2 separate regions of the Gossypium hirsutum genome follow, and region 2 is linked to region 1. Evidence: chromatin contacts called from public Hi-C data. All regions are on one chromosome and are shown on one strand. Each heading gives the region's core, a stretch centred on a gene start, on an enhancer-like site or on the middle of the called end of the contact. The rest is flanking DNA. Distances are from core to core; before and after follow the strand shown.

Region 1 (5,245 bases), core at 1,180-3,679:
AAAAAAGGGTTTAAGTTCCCGTAATTTAGCTATGCAAGCAGGAATGGCATCATAATAGCCCTCACAAATATTAGTAATACATCTATTTCGACCATATGATGATTAAAGATCCCCGGCATGCATAATCGTAATGACAAATACCACATAAAGAATGGTTCAAAGTTCTTGTAGTTTGCCCAATGCATAAACTACGAAGTATCATCCATTGACATATATTCAGCAAAATAAAATCAGTAACAAATATTCAGGACTAAATGTTTTAAATTTGCAAGGACATACCAAGGATAATCCCGTGTGCACCCCTATAGTACGAGCTAGTTAATGTTCCAAATCTCTCCTGACCAGCTGCAATAGGTAAAAGATACAATTAAAATGAGAACTAGGTGCATGTAAGTTGCGAGCTCTGATTCCGTAGCAAAAGAAGTGATGTAGAACAAAATCTGGAAGAACTTCTCCATCATTAGGTTACTCTAAGAAATAAAATTATACCGAACAACAAGGATCATGTCAGATGATTCTTTTTCTTCTAATGGAAAGTACGGAAGATATATCCGAGCTTAAAGGCTAAGCTTCTGATGTACTTGTTATCGGGAAGAAAATAAATTTTGGTACTGCTGTAAATGTTGTGAGGATGCAATAATCCCGATGCAATTACTGCTGAAGCATACGCGACTGATCTTCTGCTCATGGGAGTGAAGATAGCATTGATGACTGCATATTTTAGGGGATGGTATGCTTGCTCTTTCACTGGATAACAAGTACATCAGTTTCAGAAATTGTAGGCCTGGATGTCCTTTTTCATGCAACTTAATAAGCTTTCTTTGGCCACCTTAGAAGCATTCATTAGATTTTATCACTCTTTAAGGGACATTTGCTATCCTACTAGTATCATTCAGCAATATGTTCGGCCTTAACTTCCGAAAGTAAATACTCAAACACATTCTTAAACCTTTATTCCGTGTTCTAACAAGGACGAAACCATTACAAACCCCACTTTCTTTCTCTCAATGAAGACTCCAGAGGAGTTCAGCAAAACAAATCAGTAGCATCAACTCCAAGCCTATCGCATGCAAACCACCCGTGCAACTAACAATATACACAAGGGTAACAGCAGAAAAAATATAGGTCCAAGTAAGAACTAGTTGCAAAGTGTTGGCTTTATCATATCAATTTTACCTGTGTCCCAGATTGTAAGTTTCAATCTTTTCCCACCAATTGTGACCATCTTGATTTTGAAATCCACCCCTTGAAAACATTCAAAAGAACTCAATAAAAATATGACATAAAAGCTGAAGATAGAAACAGAGATATTTCTAATGCATGGGACAAGATGATGAACACAAAATACAAAGAAAAGGCATTGCTTTTCCCATGTTAGTTTCCTCTTACCACTACCAAGCCATGCATTTCCTTTCAAACCTTTTTTCTGCTACGACAAAGAAGGGGCCCCAGAGTCCAAACCTAAGTGCAAAAATTTGCTCCAAGGATAATTGAATTAATTTCCATGCCTAAAATTTACAATTATCTACTCAGTTACAAATTTACAATTGCCTATGCTATTATCTGTTCACTGTTCCATCATTGCTAATTAAGCTAGAGCCAGGGACGAATTCCCCAAAACAAAAATCATGCAATTTAGTCCTTTTATAGATAATGAAAATTTAAGTTAATATACGGTAAAATTGCACTTTGACCCCCAAAAAATGAAGAAATTTCTGTTTAGTCCATTCGAAAATGATGAAACCTAAACCATTGAACCTATTTCCTGAATAATATAAGGCTAAACTTAACAATTAACATAACTACTTGGAAAGAATTTTAGCTTAAATGAAAGGAAGTTGGTTGGTTCATTGTTTTTCCCTCATCTTAACTCCCTAAACAATTGAAAAACAAAAAAAAGTATTCCTTTTAATCCCTTTTCCTCAATCCTTTCCCAACCCAATACATAAAAACAACCCTTTCTAAAATTATTGTCAAAAAAAGTTTTGAAAAATTCAAAGCAAATTCTGGGTGTGAATTCCAAAGGCAAAAACCAACAAGCAAAATACAAAATGATGGCAAAAATACAAAATAAAGGAGTCGAAAGAGAGAGTAGAGGAGTTACCTATGGTGGGAGAAAGATCATGAACAAAGTTAGAGATGAAAGTAACAAGTAAACTACTTTTGCCAACTCCAGAATCACCAATCAATAATATCTTAAATGAATAGTCACAGTTGTTGTTCCCTCCTCCCTTTGAAGAAGAAGAAGAAGAACCCAACATTTTTTTTTTCTCAGGTACAACAAATAAAAAACTTAATCTCCTTTTGTTCTTCTCTGATAATCAACAACCAGAAAAAAGAAAGTAAAAATATTTTGAATGAAATAAGGAAATTTCCTCAGGTAGTAGTAGACAATAGATAGAGACAATGGTGGGGTTGGCGGGGAGTGTTTCTTAATAATTTTGTTCTTCTTTTCTTTCAAATATATAATTTTGTTTTTTCTTTTGCTTATTTTTTTAAGTACGGATTTTTTTTAAACAAAAAAAATATTATTTTTAAATATTTATTTTTTAATTATTATACCCGTTTATAATACTTATCAATTTCTTCATGACCTATGTATCAAATATCATTCCTTAAATAAAAGAATAATATGCTTCAACGCACTCAAACGCACATTTTCTTACCTTTACAATATCATCGTCGGCTAAATGTAAATGTTAAAGCATATATAAAATATGGATTATTTTAAAATTAGACATCAATTTAGACTTTAATCTGTTTTATAAATTTTTATAATATATATAATAAAATTGATTTAGGTAAAGCATGATTTTCCGGGTTGTCATTGTTCCACGCTCCCCCCTCGCAGGTGTAATATGTGGGCTCCCCATTTAGATTGCTTTGCAAATATCACTTAATTTAAAAAAAAAAAAAATCTGTGGCCGGATTTTTGGCATTTAATAATTTTGTCTTCACCTCGGTTAAATTTTGCTTGTCTCAACGGAACTCTTCATAGTTTTTTTTTTCTCAAAACCCTTTCCAGGGACTAAATTTAAATTTTATGATAAATATAAGGATTTTTAGCATATTTTAATCTTTTAAATATCTTCTATCTTTAACTAAAATCTTTTAAAGAATTTACTTTTAATATTTAAAATAAGTAAAATATTTTACTATATTTAAATTTAATTAATCTATACTCTCTTTTTTTTAAATTGGTATCACGAATAAATCAGACACTAACTAAATTATGAAAACATTAAAATATCCTCTCATATATAAATTAAGTTATATTTTAAATGAGGATGTTTTTGTTTTTTATATAATAAATTGATAAAAAATTGATTAGAATGAGATCTAAACTCGTAACATCATATATAAAAAATAGTTAACTTTATCCGTATAACCGAAACATTGATTGAACTTTTTTAAATAAATTTTTAATAATATATCTATTATATAATTTTTCACTCACATTGCAAATATCCATTAATTTAATTGTACCTATGTCAACAACAACCATGGTTCTTTTTTTATTATTATTTCTAAAGGAAATTTCACCTAAACAAAAGTACAAACACTTGATGTGCATGGTAAAAATATTATAGAGATTTCATTGTATTATTTAAAAAATGAATAAATTTATTTTTGTATATTAGATCAAAAGATAAGCTCATAATTTCATAAATTTTCATTGTTAAAAATTGATGTGGTTGACAAAATAAGCAGACAACTATATGTACCTCATTCTGACATACAATGATAAATTTTTAATATAGAAATTGATGGAATTTTTAACCAAAAGGACTAATTTGCTCTTTAATCTAACATATAAGAACCACTTTACCTATTTTGTCAATAAAAAAAGATAAAATATAATTTAACTCCTACTATAAAAACTTTTATAATACCTTTCCACGAGCACCTGGAGCGTGCCATAGAAGAGCTATTGCCCCAATTTCAATATTAAAAAGGTAGGGGAATTTTAAATTGACTTAATTATAAATTTGATCACTAACGTTTGTATGTTTTGTCAAAATGATATTAATTGTATTTTTGAGCTTTTTATGCTATCAACTTTTGATTTTTTTTTCAAACTACTGTTTCTAACAGATTTAATGAATAAATTCAATGTTTCAATCTTTCTTTTCAAAAGGTTTTAATTTTTCATAAGTTTGTTTACTAATAGGTTTTTCTATTGAATTAATTTTTTTAGATAATTATGTTTATTTTCGAGTTATTTTTTAAAAATTTCATGTATTATTTATTTTATTATTTTTCAGATGTAATTATCTCATAGGGTTATTTAAATAATAAATTACATCTCATTAAAAATATATTCCATATATAAAATTCCACGTCATCTTTGATAACATTTTTAACGATACTTTCATTAAATATATTGAAAAAATAATTTAAGAAAAACAAAAATTGATGATAAAAAAATTTAAAAATACAATAAAAATTATTTTGACAAAATATGCATAGGTTATCAATTTGTTCCAAACCATGCCACGTCGCCATGTAAAAGGCCTACCTTCTTGACACGTTCCGTACAACACAGTGAGTGAGCTCAGCCCCTTTGACTATTTTTGGTCAACAGTCCAACCTTTTGCCTCACCTATTTTGATAATAATTTCATCCCCTTTCGCTTTCCTTTTGTTTCTTCATCTGTTAAATTTGTATTATTTAAATTTTAGCTTTATAACAACCAAAACTTAAAACCAATAAAATAAATCTTTTTTAATTTGGTTTCAGTACGTTAAATAAAACTCTGAGCCCAATGGGCCTATAACAACCAATGTAACAAATTTTATAACAAATATTGGGCCCATTACACTAATTTCAATCTAGGCCCAAATTTTGTAAATCCTACGAGCTTTTCTCCTTCTTTATTAAATAACAAGAGATTGTTGTATTGTGGGGGGAATTATCTTTAAAGATAATGTTTTATTCGTCTCGGTAAGGGTGATTATTCGATCAAATCAAGTAAAAAATTTTTCAAGTTAATGAATCTTATCTTATCATATTAACTTGATTTAAATTTTTTTTCAAATCGTGTCGAGTGAAATGAAATTCAAGTTAAGTAACTTGAATAATTAATTAACTTATTTAGATCTCAAAATTATTATTTTAGAAAATTTTTAAAATTTTAACTTTTTAATTTTTTTATATATATTCTTTAGAATTTTTTAAATTTTTATATTTTTTAAAATATAAATTTTAGAATTTTTATAAATATTTTAAATTTTAAATTTTAAAT
Region 2 (5,245 bases), core at 1,519-4,018, 220 kb before region 1:
GTCAATTTTAATATTGCACTTTTCAATTTTTCAAATTTCAGTATTAACCCAAACAATAACAGTCAAATGCTTTTGGATAATTCAATTACTAGTCTTGTACATTGCTTATAGTTGTAGGTTTAGTCAATATTCTCCAATTAGATCATTTTAAGTCTATATACTTTTCGAGCTTTAAAATTTCAATCTTGATGCAAATGACAATTGATAATCCATTAACTGAAATTTTTAGCGAGTAATATGTGAAAATAATAAGCTTACATAGATAATATGTTTACCGCATCACATTTTGAAAATAACAGAAATTAACTGAATGAATTTAACAGTTATCATTTGGCGAGGACTAAAATATTAAAATTTAAAAAGTATAGGGACTAAAAATGACCAAATTAAAGTATAGAGATTAAATCCATAACTTTTACTAAGCACATGGACTAAGAACATAATTTAACCTTAAATAATTATATGTGTATAGAAAAAATCTAGTTGATAGCAGTCTTGGAATTATATATGTGGATTAATGATTGGTATAACGACAAATTTAATCCTTAATGTTTTTTTTATCACTTTAACTTCAATTCCTTTTATCACCTTGGTCCTCAAGTTTTAATAAGTAGTCAAATTGCTTTTTTTTTAGACGCAAAAGTTGACTAAATCATTAAAATTATAATAGCACCGGCATAGCAACACCCATGGTTGTCCACATGTGAAAAGAGAGAAAAGAGATGTAGAATTTTGTGGTCTAAGAGACCAAAAGTGTCATGTGTCGTCACTTAATGGTCTAATGTGCCATATTAGCAATTCGTTAGTGGAAAACAAATTATTTTAGCGTGGGTGACTAGTTTGAATAATTATTTTAACAAGAGTTACTAAATTAAGAAAAATAATTTGAGTAACCAAAATATGACAAACCATATTTTAAAGTGACTTTGGGTGTAGTTTAAATAAATCAAATTTGGAAAAGAGGTAAAAAAAGCTAAAATTTTCATTTTAAAGTCTACAAGGGTAAAGTATAAAAAGGTCACTAAATTATTGACTTTGCTCTATTTTAGTCACTCAATTATTAATTTTTTAATTTAATCATTAAATTCTTCGAAGTTAAATATTTTAGTCAATTTCCCTATTAGCTGCCATTAGATGAGTGATAGGAAGTTGACATGAGCTTTTTTATTGGTCTAATAACAAATCAGGCCCTTTAATATTTACACATTCTATAAAACTGATCCTAAATATAAAAAATTCATCAAATTTAGTTATTAATGTCTACAAAATTTGTCATTTTAATTAAAGATAAAAAAAATTAAATAAATTTAGCCCTTAATATTTACAAAATATTTTTTATTTTTATAAATTTGTTTGGTTCTAAATAATAATTTTTTTTAAGTCTTGCATTTTATCCAAGCTCGACCCCATTTAAATATGGATAATTCATATTTAACCAACAATAAATTACTGTTTTTTTTTGGTTTTGCACTCATAAAAAATAAACAAAGTGAGTAAAACACTTGAGTTGGGTTCACTTCAAAACTTAACAATTATATAAGGAATCATGATTTGTTTTTGATTTTTTTATGTGAACTACTCATAATTCTTCTCCAACTTTTAAATAGGAGAATAATAAATTTCGGCGTATTCGAACCTACGTTTTCTTACACTAACAATAATGTCGATGCTAACCGAGTTAAAACTAAATCAACTTTTTAAGTTGTTTTTAGCCAAAGCTAATAACTTGATAAAATAATCCATGGTCGAGAAGGTTGATATACGAAATGTTTCAATTTAACTCGATAGGAACAACTTCTACACTTAAGGTGGGTTTGGATGGGCGATTGGGTGTGGTGCGGTGCGGTGCATTTAGCTTACTTTTTGTCTCACGCTACAGTATCGTTACAGTATTTAATCTCACCACCACTATTGTTTTTACACTAACCGCAGGTAAACGCACCGTCCATCTAAATTCACCCTTATAAAACTTGCCCAAATCCCGGCTATGGTCCCCTCAACGAATTTAGAAAGAAAAAGAAAAGGGAAAGCAGGAAGGTAACCAAAGTTCTAACGACCTGTTTCCAAGCTTCAATTAATAGTTTAAAATATTTGTGTTGGGTTGGTTTTTATATATTAAAAATTTATAAATATAATATTTATAATATATATTTTATATGCACCTGAGCCAGGTAGGGTCAGGTTCCTGCTTTAAAATTTTTGTTCAAGAATTGTCTGTGGGTTTATATTTTTGTTTAAATTTATTTTTCAAATTTTGTCTACTTATTGAAATCTTTTCATATATTAAACAGATTTTTTAGTTTAAATAAATAATTCGACCTCTGAACAACTCTACCCGCAACTCTTTTTAAAATTTAAGGACGAAAATTGTTTACGTAGCAAAACAAAAGAACTTAAAAATAAATTTTTTATTTTTATGTATTTATATATCTTTTAAAATTTTATGTATTTTTAATAATAGTTTTTTAGAATTTAAAATTTATCTAAATATTAAAAATTAAATTTATTATATTTAAAATTAAATTGATAAAATATATAAATATTAAAAAATTAAATTTATTATTAAATTAATAATTAATTATTGGGTGACTAAAATAGAATAAAATCAATAAATTAACGACGAAATTGTATTTTACCCTGTCTAAAAATAAAGAAGTAGGAAACAAATAGACTGTTTTGTCCTTTTACATGATTTAACAAGGGCAGAACGCGAAGGATGCAATCGTAAAATGCCATATATATATCAGCTTTGGAGTACACTACCATAAAATTCCATCACTCACACTTTCATCACACTCTATTTCAAAGAAAAAAAAGAAAAAAACCCTTAGAGAAAATGCTAAACTGATGTTCTCTGAAAATTTTTTATTTATGTAGAAAAATATAAGGAAAAAAAAGTAAAAGTTTTGCAACTGGACTGAAAGGATATGTCGTCGAAGGGGAAGGGAAAGGAGAAGGAGGTGGTTTATGGGAAACGGAAGGTCAGCGCCGGAAGAAGCGGTGGTGGAGCGGAGGAGAACCGTCGGAAGCGTAAGAATCGGGGAGTTCTTCAGTTCTTTGAAGACGCTGCTGATGTTGATGACAATGAAGCCAGCGATGACAGCGATTTTGATGATTGTATGGCTGATCTGATCGTTTTTCGTTTGTTCTTTTTTTTTCGTTTTTGTTGGCTTTTGCTTTTTCAATTTGCTTCCTTTTGGAGTCTTGCATTTTACGGTTGCTTATATCTGCGAGTTTTTAGGGTTTTTTCTTTGATTTTGTTCTGCATTCTGCTTTTCAGGGTTTTTAGGGTTTTCATTTTTTTTAAATTTAAGCGAAGTTTCAACTTTTTAATATGTTAAATATTCTGGAAGAGATTTTTTTTAGAAATGGAAATCTTGATGAGATTTTGTTGCCATTATTGAGTATTTGTGAGTGATTTTTTTTATCTTAATTTTTATTGGCTGCTGCATGAATTATCATTTTAGGCTGTTTGGGTGTGAAAGTGGGACATTTTGCATGAATAATCATTCTTGAGTTATTCTGAGGGAATTTTTTTGCTTCTGCATGAATAATCATTTTAGGGTGTTTGGTTGTGAAACTGGTACATATTAAGTAGTTTTGAAGTTCTATTTCTCATATGTTTATAGAACTTTGTTAACTGAACATGGAGATGATTGTCAGGTTGAGTTTAAAAAGCTTATTAGTGTAGTATTGGTGAATGTGAATGCAACTTCTTAGGAAGTTTTTATTTCTAAGGGTTTCAAGGGGTGTTAGATTGGACTTTATTGCTTGGTGCAAGAGGGTCTTTCTTGGAGAAGTTTTTCTTTTTTGCTGTGTTTAGGACTCTTGAGGTTGAGGTTGAGTTTGCCTGTGCTTTGATTTTTCTTATGCATTTGTTAATTTTCTGAAGCTTCTTTGGGTGAATGCTTCCGGTTCTTGGGTTGAGCATTTTTCAAACAACTAATCTTTAAAGCCTTGGGATGATTTTTCATAGCTTGTTTGGTAAAGGAGGGATATTTTGGGCATCATGTTCGGAATTGATTTGATATATCAAGAGGTTTGAGGCGTATTTACATTGTTACACCATGCATGAGGGCCCTTGAAGAACTTTTGTCTTTTGCTGTTTTGAGGTTGGCCATGACTTCCTTTTGCTTCATGTTTTGTTTGGATTGTGTGATGTGTGTAATGGAAGTCTTCCTTGTTCTTCTGAGATGTCTTTCTGAACATTCCTTACCTTTTTGGACCTTCCAAGATCGACATGATTCTCACCACAAGAAAGCTTAAATTTTCTAGTCATTGATATCAAGGACCAGAAAGTGCTATATACAATGAAACAAATAGATCTCATCTCAGTTTATAAATAACTGTTGAGTTCTTGAAGTACTTCAAATCTTTTATCTCTAATTTTATTTTGGTTAAATAATATAATTCTGTTTCCTTGTGCTTAATGCTTTCTTGGGTTATTACTGCATAATCAACCCGACATGTTGTTGCCTTTTACCTTCATAACCCCATGTTTTCTGATTTTGGACATCAGATTTTATGGAAGAAGAACCAGATCTTAATGCAAATAATAATCCTTGGAAAACCCATAACCTTCCATTTGTTCCCAAGGAAGAGGTGATCGAGGAGGAGTTTGATAAAATGATGGAGGAGAGGTACAGGGATGGTGCTAGGTTTACGACATTTGATGAAGATTCTTATGAAGCTAAGGGATCAATTGACAAAAACTCTACCATGCCTCCTTCCAAGGATCCTATTATATGGAAAGTTAAATGTGTGGTATGATTGATGTGTTGTTGAATTAACATATCCTGCCGGAATTTGAATGCAGTCTTTGTTGATGCCTATTATTCCTCTTTTATTGGTTTCACCTAAAAATTGTTATTTGTAGGTTGGACGTGAAAGGCATTCAGCTTTCTGTCTCATGCAGAAGTTTATTGACATGAAATCACTAGGAACAAAATTACAGATAATATCAGCATTCTCTGTTGATCACATCAAGGGGTTTTTCTACATTGAAGCTGACAAACAATGTGATATTAACGAGGTCAATCTTGTTTTAGGACACCAGAAAATGATATGGCTTCATTTTTTCTATGCCTGTGTACTAACATACCTTTTGTTCTATTTTAGGCATGTAAAGGTCTGACTTACATTTACTCTTCAAGAGTGGCGCCAGTTCCAAGCAATGAAGTTTACCATTTACTCAATGTCAGAACTAAACGTAGTGAAGTCTCTAAAGGCATGTGGGCTCGGATAA

The links. A called contact is a pair of places that touch in the nucleus more often than the background predicts.
Region 2: a contact with region 1 is called in a Hi-C map of leaf, with 4 times the contacts expected there. The contact joins the promoter of LOC107915791 here to the promoter of LOC107915786 in region 1. A contact is called at or near these places in 13 of 34 Hi-C or Micro-C datasets (callus, cotyledon, hypocotyl and 3 more).

Annotation. Positions count from the first base shown.
Region 1 is chrD10:59,952,114-59,957,358 of Gossypium_hirsutum_v2.1, reverse strand. LOC107915786 (ras-related protein RABC2a) reads right to left here and starts at 2,429. Exons shown (of 7, transcript XM_041103486.1): 1 at 2,105-2,429; 2 at 1,177-1,245; 3 at 280-345. The coding sequence starts at 2,261.
Region 2 is chrD10:60,168,292-60,173,536 of Gossypium_hirsutum_v2.1, reverse strand. It overlaps LOC107915791 (protein RNA-directed DNA methylation 3), which reads left to right and starts at 2,768. Exons shown (of 20, transcript XM_041103490.1): 1 at 2,768-3,117; 2 at 4,520-4,764; 3 at 4,877-5,032; 4 at 5,119-5,245. The coding sequence starts at 2,928.